Linked DNA regions of Mus musculus: all the other regions are linked to region 1. Evidence: chromatin contacts called from public Hi-C, HiCAR-type and promoter capture Hi-C data. All regions are on one chromosome and are shown on one strand. Each heading gives the region's core, a stretch centred on a gene start, on an enhancer-like site or on the middle of the called end of the contact. The rest is flanking DNA. Distances are from core to core; before and after follow the strand shown. Region 1 holds the start of Wdr35 (WD repeat domain 35). Region 2 holds the start of Ldah (lipid droplet associated hydrolase). Region 3 holds the start of Hs1bp3 (HCLS1 binding protein 3). Region 4 overlaps Hs1bp3 (HCLS1 binding protein 3).

The links. A called contact is a pair of places that touch in the nucleus more often than the background predicts. HiCAR-type assays count read pairs that join an accessible place to other places. Capture Hi-C pulls out chosen DNA fragments and counts their contacts.
Region 2: a Hi-C map of regulatory T cells shows a contact between it and region 1, with 3 times the contacts expected there. The contact joins the promoter of Ldah here to the promoter of Wdr35 in region 1. A contact is called at or near these places in 3 of 39 promoter capture datasets (the HPC-7 cell line, hippocampal neurons and pre-B cells) and 3 of 484 Hi-C or Micro-C datasets (CD4 T cells, Th1 cells and regulatory T cells).
Region 3: a promoter capture Hi-C map of liver shows a contact between it and region 1. The contact joins the promoter of Hs1bp3 here to the promoter of Wdr35 in region 1. A contact is called at or near these places in 1 of 484 Hi-C or Micro-C datasets (CD4 T cells), 5 of 115 datasets of contacts at active chromatin or transcription factors (bone marrow-derived macrophages, embryonic basal ganglia, forebrain and 2 more) and 1 of 9 other capture datasets (liver).
Region 4: a HiCAR-type map of astrocytes shows a contact between it and region 1, with 2.3 times the contacts expected there. The contact joins the enhancer-like site here to the promoter of Wdr35 in region 1. A contact is called at or near these places in 1 of 39 promoter capture datasets (cranial neural crest), 6 of 115 datasets of contacts at active chromatin or transcription factors (astrocytes, embryonic basal ganglia, forebrain and 3 more) and 2 of 9 other capture datasets (liver and pancreatic islet).

The regions. Positions count from the first base shown.
Region 1 is chr12:8,972,326-8,975,990 of GRCm38.p6, forward strand. It overlaps Wdr35 (WD repeat domain 35), which reads left to right and starts at 1,676. Exons shown (of 27, transcript NM_001159527.1): 1 at 1,676-1,854; 2 at 2,609-2,726. The coding sequence starts at 1,831.
Region 2 is chr12:8,206,117-8,209,781 of GRCm38.p6, forward strand. It overlaps Ldah (lipid droplet associated hydrolase), which reads left to right and starts at 2,010. Exons shown (of 7, transcript NM_001364261.1): 1 at 2,010-2,088. Gm33037 (a long non-coding RNA gene) reads right to left here and starts at 2,017. Exons shown (of 4, transcript XR_381233.4): 1 at 1,912-2,017.
Region 3 is chr12:8,311,454-8,315,118 of GRCm38.p6, forward strand. Hs1bp3 (HCLS1 binding protein 3) reads left to right here and starts at 1,980. Exons shown (of 7, transcript NM_021429.3): 1 at 1,980-2,044. The coding sequence starts at 2,013.
Region 4 is chr12:8,332,438-8,336,102 of GRCm38.p6, forward strand. The region is part of intron 4 of Hs1bp3 (HCLS1 binding protein 3); the gene reads left to right. Among named protein-coding and RNA genes, the nearest start is that of Hs1bp3, 21 kb to the left of the region's middle. Within about 2 kb of position 1,989, at least 54 of the 459 cell types and tissues checked have an H3K27ac peak or open chromatin away from gene starts, as enhancers often do. A contact at or near this core is called in astrocytes, forebrain, liver and 1 more, where this site is marked.

The DNA of each region.
Region 1 (3,665 bases), core at 426-2,925:
GCATCTCTATTTTATGTTGCTTCCGATTCTTTGGGTATGTACCTGATAGTGACATGGTTGGATAATATGGTAGATCTATCTTTAGGTTTTAGTTGTTGTTTGATTTTGAGGAACATCCACACTGAAATAAAAAACACTTGGACCCTTAACTTCTAGATGTGGTGAGACAATTGCCTGAAGTCAAAGGGTTCAAAGGTTGTGTGCTTGTGGTAGGGAAGACTCAAGTGGGGAACTTAACACTTCTGTATGAAGTGCACACTAGGATATATGAGCCAATATTGATAGTTGCAGATTATGTTAAAAAGGAAAACCAAAAATAACACAAAAATGGGTGAGACCAAATACCTCCACAGGACTGGATCCACCTGAATGTCTAGATTTGGGAACTTTGTTAACATCAGGATACCCCAAAGGACAATGGGGACATGGGAAAATGGCTCAGTGGGTGAAGTGCTTGCTGCAAACATGAGGACAAGTGTTTGGATCCCCAGCACTCCTAGAAGCCTGGTTAGCTGTGCTGCACCTGTAACCCCCGTGTTGAGAGGGGATCAAGCGATGCTGGAGGTCATTGGCGGGGCAGTCTCGCCCACACTGTAAGTTCCAAGGTTACGGAGATATCCTGCCTCAGAAAATGAGATGGCAAGTTATTGAAGAAGGTACATGATGTAGGTCTCTGGTCTGCACATGTGCTTCCACATACATGCACACACGAGGGAAGATGTACAAAAAGTTAAGAGAAATATAGAAAAATCACTCTCTGGATAGAAAAGCTCTAACACCTCACATATTTTGAAACGGGAGGGTACGCCACAATGTAGTTGTAGCTTTAATGACCCAAAGGTCATATTACTCCCATTACAAGGACCCTTGACATAATTTTTAAGGTGTTTTAAGGATTCTGTGTTGGCTAGTCCTATGTCAGCTTGATGCACAAACTAGAGTTATCTGAAATGCTGTACGGCATTTTAAAAAACTAGTTATTGATTGGGGAGGGCCATCCCTGGGCTGGTGGTTCTGGGTTCTATAAGAAAACTCTCTATGGCCTTTGCATCTGTTCCTGCCTCCAGGTTTCTACTGCCCTGTTTGAGTTCCTGCTGACTTTCTTAGATTATGAACAGCAGTATGGACGTGTAAGCCAACTAAACCCTTTCAAGCTCCTCACCTTGCTTTTTGGTCATGGTGTTTTGTCGCAGCCATAAGAACCCTAATCCAACGCAAAATAATAGTGCCCACTCCTAAATTGCTTCAGAGGGCTCTGTAGTTCTCTCAAAGAAGGCAGTCCTCAAAATGCACATCTGCACTGCCATTTTTTATTTGTCCGATGGTGCCAGCCTACCAAATGCAACAACTGACGTTCTTTTCAAGAATATTGGTCGGGGTCGGGTGGAGCGGTTAGAGAGAAAACACAGAACTCCTGAGACCTTTTTTGGAAGGGGCTCCCTTTAGCTTATACTGACTCCTGACGCACGACTATTAGCGTGATGTTGTAACACAGCGGCGGGGATGAAGGGACGGCGCTGGGAGAGATACGCATGGCAGATCGCTAAACTGAGAGCAGAAAGGCTCGAAGCCAAGGCATTGAAGAACTGATCAACTTCACCCCACACCAATTACACAGCCGCCCCATCGCCCGCGCAGGCGCACGACGACCAACACGGGGCGGGAGGCCACGCCGGAAGTTCTCTAAGCGCCCCGGATGCGACTGGGCGGCGGTGGTTGCCAGGCGACGGGAGCTTCTCCGATCCACCAGTGCTCGCAAATGGAGGTGTAGAACCCGTTATATATTAGCGTGCCTTGACCGCTGTGGGTCGTCTTCTCCGAGTTCCCACGATGTTCTTCTACCTGAGCAAGAAAGTGAGTTTCTCCTGGGGACCGCCGTCGCGCCGCCTCCATTCCTGTAGCCCGCCGGTGCCCGCATTCTCCCGGGACTGCAGGCGGCTGCCAGGCAGCTTCTCCATCTTCCTGTCACCTATCTCCTCTCACAGGTCTCTGTGCTCCGGTAGTCCTTGGCAGAGCCAGCAGCTCTTTCTCAGGATTCTTCCACATTCCAGTCATGCCAAGTTTCTTTTCAGTGATAAAAAGTGATCACCAAGCGCTGGTGGTCTTTCCTCTGCTACTTGTTGATCCAGAAGGTAGATTATGACAGTCTGCCCTAAGAGAGAAATATAAGTGTGGTGTGGGAAAGGAAGTAAGAGCAGCAGCGATACGAATTTATGTCTCAGTTCCCGCCTCAGTTCAGACACCCCCACCCCGTTCCCGCCCGCTTCCTTGGCAATCACCTTCCTTTATGTGCACTTCTTTACAGAATGCTAGGGCTCAGAACATTTAAGAAGACCACAGCCATTTTCATAATAGTTCATTTTGCTGCAGGGCGTTATTGTTTCTCTCTCCCTTTTTCATGCTCTTTTTTGAGACAGGATATTGCTGTGTAGCCCAGGCCAGCTTCCAACTTTCCACCCTTCTGCCTCAGTGCTGGGATTGGTAACATGGGCTACGACAAGTTCGGGCAGGTTTCTTCTTGGAAGATGTTTGCCTGTCTATATCTCCTGGATGGAGATCCTCCAACTCCTTCGTGAAAAGCTAGCATCACTGTGATTCGTGTTTACAGATTGCTGTTCCCAATAATGTGAAGCTGAAATGTATATCCTGGAACAAGGACCAAGGGTTCATAGCATGTGGCGGTGAGGATGGATTACTGAAAGTTTTAAGACTCGAGACACAGACAGGTAAGTGATCATCACCAGTACAGATGTGTGAAACTGGTAGAAAGCAGTGGCTAGTGGCTAGTGGCTAGTGAGACCTACTTATGGTATTTGTCATTATGAAGTTTTAATTTTTTTAAAGGGGTTTATTCTTATGGTATGGGTGTTTTGCCTGAACGTATTTTATGGTGTCACATGCATGTAGTGCCTGTGGGGGCCAGAAGAGGGCATGGGATCTTTTCCTTTGTAACTAGTTACAGATGGTTTGTAGGTGCCGAGAACTGACCACTGGTTCTCTTCAAGAACAACACGTGTTCTTAACCACAGACCCATCTCTCAAGCCCCTCCTGTCACTGTTTCTGAGGCAGAGTCTTCTGAGACAGGCCTGAGAAGTTGCCATGTAGGACAGGCTAGTTGGCCTGAAAACTTCCATCTGTGTCTGCCTCCTGTGTCCTCTCTGAGATTACAGGAGCGTGATCTGATCCCTGTGTTAGGTATGAGTTTTGGGGCTCTGAGGTCAGGCCCTCACACTTGCACAGCAAACTCTTTACTGACTCAGCCATCTCCCGAGGAGATGCCTTATTTATTGCCTTTCAGATCCAGCAGTTACTGGTAAAGTGTTTTTTTGTTTTTGTTTTTGTTTTTGTTTTTTTTTTTAAGATATTTATCAGTATTATCAGATTTTTGTTCTCATGCCAGCTTGATTGATTTTATTTCCACTTGGTCTTTTAAAAAGTCTCTCTCTCTCTCTTTCTCTCTCTCTCACACACACACACACACACACACACACACACACACACACACACACATTTGAGAACTGTTTTGTGGGATATTTTCAAGATAAGGTTTCTCTGTGTAGCCCTGGGTTCCTGGAATTCACTCTGTAGAGCAGGGCGGCCTAGAACTCAGAGATCTCTCTGCCTTTACCTCCTGAGTGCTGGGATTAAAGATGCATACTACCAT
Region 2 (3,665 bases), core at 760-3,259, 770 kb before region 1:
GACAAGCTGGCCTACAGACCAGAGATTTAGTCCTTTATCATCATGGTGGAAAGCATGGTGACATGCAGGCAGACATGATAATGGAGAGGTAGCTGAGAGTTCTACATCAAGAGCAACAGGGAGCAGGAAGTGAACTGTGAGCTGACAGGCCTTTTTTAACTTCTCAGATCTCAAAGCCCTCCCTGTAGAAATGAACTTCCTCCAACTAAACCCTACCTACTCTGAAAAGGCCACACTTCCTGATGTTGTCATTCCCTATGAACCTATAGGAGCCATTTTCTTTCAAACTATATTCCACTTCCCAGGCCCCTTATTCAAAGCCATCTTCACCAGATTTCTGTCGTTAATGGTTTCCTTCACTGCCTAAGCTTGGCTGCCTTAGAACTCACTCTGTAGACCTGGCTGACTTTGAATGCAGAAATCTTCCAGCCTCTGCCTCCAGAGAGCATCCTATTCAGCTACTTATATAAGCTACAACAGTCATAGTCTGCCATGTAGCAAAGTGAACATTGTGTGCAAAAATATGACAACTTAGTAAGAACATGTATATTCCAAAAGTAGATGGCCCAGAGAAAACATGAAGAATACAGAAACTGCTGCAAGTAACCTGAGCCTAGCTCTCCTAACTAACTGTGGGAAAGTCAGTTTCTTCGCACCTCATTTTACACTGCAGTTAACAGAAATAATCTCTGGCCAACTATAAAGTCTGAATTGCTTCAGTTATTTCTGGCACAGGTTCAGTGAAATCAGAAACATAAATCACCTAGATGCTACATCGTAGATGCATATCCAAGAATTAAAAGAAATCCTGCACCAATGCATTCTGTCATGTAGTCTATGGATGAAAGAAGGATGGAACAGATACCCAGAAAGACGCCCTTGATATGTCAGTAGTCCTTTAACAGCATTACTGGCAGGAAATTTACACACATAAAACTGACACCACTTGGTACATATCCTATGGTCACCGTAACATAATCATTTACTTTTATGTATTTATATCTCCAAACTCTAGTGATCACTTGTTAATACTGACCACACTGAAATGCTAAGGGTTTAAAAATTAGTTCATGAAAAACTCTTAACACAATGAATATCTTTTTCTATATTCATTAAATGTTACCTATTGGATGTGGAAAGTAGAAGTGATAAAAAAGGGTTATGAAGATATTTATCGGTTTACATTCCACAGCTAGTTGGATGTTGGTTCAGTAGTTATGAGCACTAACTCCTTTTCCACAGGATTTAGGATTGATTCTCAGCACCCACATGGTGACCCATAGGCTTATGTGGTTCAGGTCCCAGGGAACCCAGTGCCCTCTTCCAGCGTCCATAGGCTCCAGGCTACTAATATACAAAAAGATTTTTAAGTTAAAATATAAGTGATGTTGGTACTATCACCGAGGTGCTGGATACAAGCGCAAAGCTTTTCCATGTGTGATAATTACTATGGGTTTTTTTTTTCTTTCTTTCTAAGTTCCATGCTTCTTCTGGCTATAATACTGCCATATTGGCGACAGTATTTTGGGGGACAGAAATACACTGATTGCCTACAATTGTACCAAGTGTTGAGGATACTATCTTGAAGTTTGTAGTAAGCTGGAAATAGCTCTGGAAGGTCGCATTATCCTGAATATGAAACTGAATACTATATGAAGTTGAATACTAGCACTAAGGTCAGCTGAGAGTCAACTTTCCTGTGATCATGAGTCAGGAATGAAAAGCAACTGGTGGTGGAAGAAAGGAAAAGTGGGCAGATGGGGGGGGGGGGGGGAATGAAAGAACCTCCAAAGAGAGGAAAAACTCGTTTACCAAAACGACAAAGAACAGAGAGCGGGTAAAATTCAGGTGGTATGCTAGAAACGCTCTATGTGCTGCTCCCAGCAATCTCGCTGACTATAAACCACCTACCCATCAAGCTGCCACCCAAACTCTCACACGGGAGATCCTTGCAAAGCGTTCTACGGGTCCCGACTTCCGGGACCGGCGCGGCGCGGCGCTGTGACGTCAGTACAGGCGGAACTTCCGGGTCTGGTGAGGCTTTGCCGAGACGTCGGCGGACGACCCCAATACCTTGTGAGTGGGCAGGTGAGGTGATGCTGCCAGTACTGTGTGGTTTGTCTGAGGAAGGGCACGTGGGCTGCGCATGGGGTGGTGCTAGGATAACTGAGCTGCCATCACCCCGCGTGCACAGCCGCTAGGCCGTGCGGTACGCGATGGCACTACACTCGCCCGACCTGTGGCCAGGTCGCCAGAGGCTCCCTGGGTAAGGATAAGCCAATGCGCTGGCAGCCAGCCTTCTAGAAATAAATCCAAGTCTGCGCTGGGGCTCCCCAGGCATCTGTGGTCGACACTGTCCCTCGTGGATTCTCCTGAGAAATCTGCTGACATTAAAATTACCTTTACCCTTGCATATGATGTGTTGTTTCACTGCTTTTAACTTTTTTTTTTATTTTAGTTTTACAAAATGCATGGCTTCTAATAGTATAGTATACATTTCCCCAGCTTGAGAAGCTCAGCTTCTTGAATCTGTAGATTTATGCCCTTCCCAATTTTGAGAAGTTTCCAGATACTCTTTCTTAAAACGTGTGTTTTAGCCCCACATTGCCTTCTCTGAAACTCTAGTTGCATGAATTTTAGGTCATTTGTCATTGTAGTACAAGTCCCGGGGCTACTGCTGAGTTTTTAGACTGTTTCCCACCAATTCAGGTTTGTAAATTTTGTGGATCTATCCACGTTCTCTCATCTCGTTCTTTGTTGATACTACTCTGCTGATAATCCACCCCATAAGTTTTGTTCTTTCAATTATTACTTTTAAATTCCTTGCTCTTGTTTCTTATATAATATTTATGGTAGCTTCTGACCTTTAGTGTGCTCTTACATTTTTCTGGGCTTTGCTGTCTTCTTAGAAGAATATTTTAATCAAGCTCTTTCTTACTTTGGGAAACTATTACATTCCAGGTGCCTTCAACATTTTTCTAAACTACTTTGATGAAGAAGTTGGAATGTTAGTAGGAGAGACTTTTAAGATCATCATGGGCAAAATATCAGGTCACTTTTTCTGAAACGTTGTATTGTATGCCTGTGTCATAAAGGGTCAATATGCTTATCAGTGTGTTGTGAGCTAATGCTATGTGACTAGTGAGGTGAGGTCCTAAGAGGTGAGGCAACTTTGTTCTCAACCTCAGGAGGCAGCCTACATGCACTGCAAGAACCTATTAAAATTGGCCATGTGAAAAGATTAAATATGAATTAAATATAAGATTATGTGTTCAACCTATTTTTGTTTTAGAGCATTCATTGTTAAGCTTATCAATAAAGGTACTTCCAGATGACCCCTGTCCCAGTGAACAAGTCAAAGCCAGCTGTTGAGTTTTTCTTAGCTAACTCTACTTTGGATTGTTCCAAAACTGCCTGTGCTGTACTCTATAAATTTCTAACCCACACAATCTGTGAGAATATAACATATCTTCAGGTATTAAGTTTTATGGTGGTATGTCATGTACCAAGAATAAATGAAATCCCTTGTATTTTCTAGGAACCTTTTATTTATTTTTTTTTAAAGATTTATTTATTTACTATATGTAAGTACACTGTAGCTATCTTCAGACACTCCAGAAGAGGGCATCAGATCTCATTACAGATGGTTGTGAGCCACCATGTGG
Region 3 (3,665 bases), core at 730-3,229, 660 kb before region 1:
TGGTGACCACTGTCAGTGCAAAGGCTAAGCTCAAACACACCGAGTACTTCATGCCCTGACTCCTGCTTTCCTCCGCTGCTAGACCCTACTGACTCCTTCCTTGTCGGGAACATTCCTAGTTTGCCAATTCTTATTTCTCTAGGAAACTGCTCCTTCGCACCGCCCTTTCTGACTCCATTTCGTTTTGCAATGGAAAAGAGAAGGAAGAAGAGGAGGAGGGAGGGAGAGGAGGAGGAGGAGGAGGAAGGGGATAGAAGGGAAGGGTGGAAAAAGGAGAGGGGGTTAGGATGGGACAGGAGGGGAGGCTCCATTAAATCTCTGTGTTAATGCCTATGAGGTGGCTCAGTGAGTAAAATAACATTCTATACAAGCCTGATCCCCTAAATTCTATCCGCACCTCAGAATCTGTGGTGCAAGGAGAGATCCAGCTCCCGAAAGTTGTCCTTGATCTCACAAGTGCAGAGTTAACTGCACACACACACACACATGCACACACACATAAACACACATGCACATATACACACACATGCACACACATACATGCACACACATGCACGCACACACACACAGGCACACACATGCACACACACATGCACACACACACATGCACACACACGCGCACACACATGCATACATACATACACACATGTGCACACACACACATGCACACATACACACACTCGTGCACACACACACATGCACACATACATACACACACACATGAACATACACACATACACGCACACACACGGGGTGGGGGGAGAGGGAGAGAGAGAGTAGTAAATGGTAGTAATAATTATAAGTTTAACATTTAAAACACCTATTATTGTCACCTTTTCTCTAGACAAATCCAAAACGCCGCCAACAGGGTGCATGAGTGTATATGTTTCAAGAGGCAAAGTTTGAAGTCATTTTCAAACTTTTAAAATTGACTGTGGGATTACATCACTGAAGCAGAGGATAATGGTTTGAGTGTGCTGAGATGCTACCTAGAGAGCATGGCATGGAGCCTGCAAGATGACTCAAGTTAAAATAATTTCTTGCAAACCTGACCTCCAGATTCCAATCCCTACAAGCCATGGAAATGTGGAAGGAGAGAATCAACTCCACAGAGCTGTCTTTCGACCTCTATACACTCTCCATGCACACACACACACTAAAACGGGAACATAATATGTCCCTTAGGTGCTTTTGGTGTGGCCCAGCATCTGCAGCTACTTATCACTGGAGAGAGCAAAGGACAGACAGCAGTTTGTACCTGTCACCTGGCCCTGGTTTCAGTCTCCTGAGCCACGGGCAGAAGACAGGAAACAGCAGGTATGGTCTCTCTCATTCTCCTGGGGTAGAGAGTTGAGCCCATTCCCAGGTGGTCCACTCAGTCAGAGACATACAGAGTAAAATGTCCAAGACCTCCTCCTCAATGCAAAGCAAGCCAGGCCAAGGCCAAGAGTACCTTTGAAGGGAGGGAGAGAGGGACAGAGAGGGAGAGAGAGGGAGAGAGAGACAGAGAGGGAGAGACAGAGTCAGAGACAGAAAGAAGAGATGGACAGGAAACCTTAGGAGAAGAGCCCGAAAGAGAGGGTTGTTTTCAATGACAGCCCACAAGCCTGAAGGGACAGAGTCCCAAAGGGGAAGACTCCTGTTGACTGAGTGATTGACTGCATAAGTGGAAATGACCCCAGGGAGAGAAAAGAGTGCTTTTGTAGCTAGCCTGGAGAGAAGCCTGAAAACTAGCGGCTGGATTCCTGTACCATTAGAGGTTAAGTCAGTACTAGGATTAAATGGCATGAGGTGCCAGGCTTAAGAGGTGGCTATGGGGGACCTAGGGAGGGATGAGCAGCAGGGATGACCTCTCTACTCCGAGGCCACAGACACTGCGATGTGCACATCCGCTGCCACCAGGGGGCGGGCAAGGGCTGAGGAGACGGCGCTGCGCCGGAGCGGGGCGGGGCGGGGACGCAGCGACGCCCAGGACGCCAGATCCCGTGACCGTCCGCCCGCCCGCAGCCGACATGCAGTCCCCGGCGGTGCTCCGCACCTCCAGGTGAGCCAGACCCCCAACATGCATGATCCAGACGTCCCAGCAGCTGACGGTTTATCCCGCTGCACCGCACACTATCCTGCTGGCGTGCTGGCGCGCCGTCTAGAGTCCCCGTTTTACAGACAAGGAAACTGAGGCCCCCTAAAGGATCCAAGCACTCACCCACGTCTCCAGAAAAGCCTGGGATTGGCGAGATAGCGCTGGCTGGGACAGGGCCCAGCTTCCTGTCCCTGCGTATGGGGGGAGGGGGGCATTTCTTCCGGTCCCCCAAACATTTCTGCGCTAGCTGTGTGAATAGCTCGATGCTAAGCACCAGGGACGAGGTGAATAAAACAAGGTGTCCCTGGAGGTGATACCCGCACCAAAATGACTGGTGCTGCGGGAGGGGGCGTGTTAAGTTCAGTTGGCAGGGCAGCACACTGCTGCTGTTGAACCCCAACTACGCAGAACTAAGACCCTGGCAGTTATTGCTGGAGAGAGCGCAGGAGCTTCCTCAAAGGGGTCAGAGCAGTGCGCATCCACCCAGGGCCATACTCACAGCTAGGGTGAGGCTTGGAAAGGCTTGTGGGCAGGGTGGATGTCCTACTCCTTCCTCGATTTTTAAGTAACTCTGAAATGATGAACTTTAAGGATAATCGTATACTCTGCCTTTATTCCCCGAATACAAACTCTAGCCAAGATGGGCAAACGGGTGCTTTACCCAACACAAGTTCATTTGTATTCCCAGCTCCCTGGTTAGAAAAGTATGGTTCCGGACGTAAGCCCTGATCTTGAAAGCTGCTTGCTCTCCTTGGTGTGGTGAGGCCGCAGGCCACATCCCCATTAAAAGAGATGTTCCTATGACCCTGTGAGTCGTTCCCTTTCACAGAGCCTCAGTTTCCCTTCCTGTAGAGAAAGGTTCCATCTAGAGAGATAGGAGGACAGGAGCAGTAAATGTCCCTGTGGGCCACCAGACTGTGACTGTGAGTTTGGTGCTGGTGCCTAGAAAGGGTAGTGGTGGCTTCCCTTGGTGCTAGCATGCCCCCGAGTGTTAGCAGGCATAGTGTGCTGCTGATGGTGAGGGTGGACGAGTCGTGCCCTGTCCACCATTCTGATAGTCACAGCAGACCCAAGGAGCTTGCCTTTGAGGAGCACAGCCACCTAAGTAAGCATTGAAGTGGCCCTGCACCCAAGATCAGCTGGAGTTTCCAGCCTCCTCCTGCGCGGCATCTCTGGGCTTCATGCAGTATCCATCCAGCAGGTGTTTTCTCGGGATCCCTTCGATGCTAGACACCGGTCCAGGTTCTAGGATACAGTAGTGAGGCTTTGGAGGGAATGGGTGGGCAGCGAGAAAACGTAAGCTATGTCGAGGGTAGTAAATGCTGAGAAGGAAGCTGAATGATGGGGAGGGAGGTCAGGTGACAGACATGAGTTTTATACGATGTGGTCAAGGGATATCTTTCGGAGAGATGGCAGGCGAACAAGCTCTTGAGAAGTCTCACAGTGGAAAGGACTATAGGAAGGAGAGCTTGCAGTGTGTGCTCAGCAGGAAAGACAGAAAATCCAAAGGCCGTGTGCTGATGTGGAGGGAGCGTGGAGAGAGTGAGGTGGCCTGCAATGGAGAAAGGCCATGAGGTTTCATTCT
Region 4 (3,665 bases), core at 739-3,238, 640 kb before region 1:
TGTGCTCCAGCTGTGACAGCCTGGCTGGCTGGCATCTCAGGTGGGTCTGTCTGCATCACCTAGAGCAGGCACCTCTACAGGGGCACTGCTTGGGGAGTGCTGGTTGGAGGAAGGGGAGGAGGAGGAATGGACAGGCTGCTTGCTGCTGAAAGGCTGGCAGGGGTTATTGTTAGAGGAGCAGCGATGGAATAGAGAAAGGGCTTTGTAAACATGAGCGCTGACAACTGCTGCTCTGACCCCTCATTCCCTGTCTTATTACTTTGTCTGTCTGTCTGTCTGGATGCCTGCCTGCCTGCCTGCCTGTTTCTCCTTCCTTCCTTCCTTCCTTCCTTCCTTCCTTCCTTCCTTCCTTCCTTCCTTCCTCCCTCCCTCCCTCCCTCCCTCCCTCCCTCCCTCCCTTCCTCCCTTCCTTCCTTCCTTCCTTCCTTCCTTCCTTCCAGTCAGCTAATCTGTCTTCCTTCTATCTGATGACTATCCAGCTACACAGGACAGATGCCTATCTGTCGGTCTGTCTGCCTGCCTGCCTTCTTCCTTTTAGTATTTGCTGAACACCTTTCTGCAGTTTTAGGATCAATCAGACAAGACCCTGGGGGCTTCCAGGTCCCCTGATGCCCCTTGTGTTCTCGTGGGTGATCTGAGGGATTTGAGGACAGGACCGCCAGGTAGCTGGGGCAGGGTAGTCAGTGCTGACTGAACACTGTTGTGCTGAGCATCTGCTTCAGTTCAGTGCAGCAGAAATCACAGATGTCACCAAGGAGGACAAAGATGCGTGTCAAGCTTGTGAGGGAAGCTCGCCCAGAACGGTCTAGCCTTATCTGTGTCCGTTCAGGAGGACAGACGGATGGTCTAGCCTTATCTGTGTCTGTCCTGGACGGACTGAGCAGAACTGGGGAAGTGGTTGGAACCTCCCTCACCTGGCTTCCCGCCTGTTCTCTCACGCACTGTGCTTCCTGCTGTTCTTGATCCGTAGGCGGCTTTGCTCCCCTGCCCTCTGGGCCTTTTAAGTGGGTAGCATGCGCATTGGGTCCCCAAAGAAAGTGGTTTCTGAGTGGAGGGCAAAGCTACCAGAATGGCTGAGGATCAGCCTCAAGCCCTGAAGTGACTGGCCAGGCACTGCCGATACAGGTGTAAATGGGGTTCTCTGCCAGTCACTGCTGCTGTGCCCACTGGATCCAGGGCCAGGGGCCAAGCAAAGGACATTATGATAGGTGATCAAGAGACGGACATATTGGTGATGAAACAGAGCCTACAGTTCTCATAGGGCTGGTCTAAGGGCCCCCCAACCCCAGTCGATGGTCACATTCCACAGAGCCGTGCTCACAGCTTCCATCCAGGGCCTTCTAGGCATATTGACACAGGGAGTCCAGACTCTGGTCACCCTTGCTAGGGCCATGGCCTCTGTTAGTCACCAGGACTGTTGATTCTGCCTGATAGATAAAACTACAGGGGCGCCCTCCCACAAGGAGCAGCTGAGTCCACCCTGCAGGATCTGAGAGGAGCTAGAGCCGAGGCTTTCTGAAGGGTGCGAGCTAGCGAGCTAGCGATCCTTCACCCACCCCCAGCACCACAGGCAGGCCAGAGCTCTGTTGGCACTTCACCATGGTGGCCCCTGTTGACGTGCACATACTGCAGTAGGGACACAGATGCCATCACTGTTGAACTGTGCCACTTTCACCCCAGTGGACAACACAGACAATTCTGTTCATGGGATATTGAGAGTAACAAGCAAAGTCATAAGTATTGTCCTAGTATGATCATAATTAGTTACTACCCTACTCCCAGGCCCAAAATGTCCAGCCTGCTAGGCGATCTCCACCAGACACGCTATGCCTCTGAACTGGGGTGGGAGGGGGGTGGTTCTGCAGGAATAGTCACCTCAGAGTCCCTGGCCTTGCAGCACCCAGGGACCTGGTATTTTTATCTGAGACTGGATAGTCTGTGTTACAGCTTTTGGCAATGGCCAGCCTCTGTGCAGTTTGCCACTGTGTTGCCAACATGAGCTCAGAGGTGACCTCAGCCCAGTGGAACCGGCTGCCAGGCGCTTGGGAGAATGCAATCCTGGGTTCCAGTAAAAAGGAAAAACAAAACAAAACAAAAAACTTTTGCCGTTTATAGGAATCTTAAAATGCCTAACGTGGGTGGCAGCCCCAGAGCTTGAGGTCAGCTTGTTAAAATAAAACCAAGTTTGTGATCTGGAGACAGTGTCACAAAGGCAGCCCAGATCATGTGATCCAGCAAACATGAAGCTTGCCTATCCACCTGGATCAAGAAATAAAACTGTGGCACACCCCAAGAAACCTCTCTGGTGACCCCCAGTTTCCCACCACAAGCATCTCAGGGCAGGAGCTCTTCAGTCAGGGAACAGGTGTGGCAGAGCCAAGCCCACCTGACTCCAGAGGAACTTCAGAAGGGCTACCCTACCCAGGGGGAACCACATTGTTGCTTAGAAGGGCAGCAGGTATACTACTTAGAGAAGACTGATGTTCAATGTCCGGCAAAGCAGGGCTTAGGCTTTGTGATGGTTAATATTGCCCGTCTAACAGGATCAAGGATTAACTAGAAAGCTAGCCTCTGAGCGTATCTGTGAAGGGTTTTTGGATTGGACTAATTGAGGTTGGAAACCCCTCCCTAAATATGGGCAGCACCAGGGTATGGTCTGGTGTCCTGGACTTAATAAAGGGGTAAAGCAAACCAAGCACCAACATTAACCCCCACCCTGGGGGGGCCGCCATGGTAGACAAACCGTGAACCTATGCAATCCCTGCCTTCTTGAAGTTGTTTTGTTATTGTTGTTGTTGTTGTTCATTGTTTTGTACCAGACAAAAGAGAAGTCACTAACATAGGCATCCTCCTGCTCTCCTGGACCCTATCCCTTGAACTTTGAGCCCCAGATTACATCAACCCCATGTCTAAGTGGCTGTGGGGTGCAGGCTTCTGACCCCAAGGTCTCTGTTAGGTAGCTCCACTGTCTTAGTTAGGGTTTCTTTCCATTGCTATGAAGAGACACCATGACTAAGGCAGCTCTCATAATGGACAACATTTAATTGGGACTGGCTTACAGGTTCAGAGGCTCAGTCCATTATCATCATAGTGGGAAGCATGGCAGCATCCAGGCAGGCATGGTGGTGGAAGAGTTGAGAGTTCTACATCTTGTTCCAAAGGCAAACAGGAAAAAACTGCTGTCTTCTGGGCAGCTAGGAGGAGGGCCTCAAAGCCACCCCTACAGTGACACACTTCCTCCAACAAAGCCACACCAACAAGGCTCCCTGGGTCAAGCGTATTGAAACCACCAGTCACCTTCAGAAGAAAAGCATGTTGTCGGGCCCATGGACATGTGGTGGCATGATACTCAAGAAGGTTAGCAGCTGTCTGGCCATCAGTCTGTAGTCCTGATAGCTCCTTGCTTCTCCTGCCTTTCCCAGTCCCCATCACACCTGAGCACAGTAGTGGGGGCTCATCACTTCAGTAGCGGGTGTGGGGGTCTCTTTGCTCTATGTCAGATGATAACAAAGCTCATTCCTAGCACATGGCCAACCCTGCCTCCTCCCTTCTCCCTGCTCTTGCCTGCTTGACCCCCTTGGGTCAGGAGGACCTGTCAGCTGAAGATTTGACGACTACTAAGGTTGCTTCACATGCCAAGATGGCTCTGGTTGGGCTACCCCTGA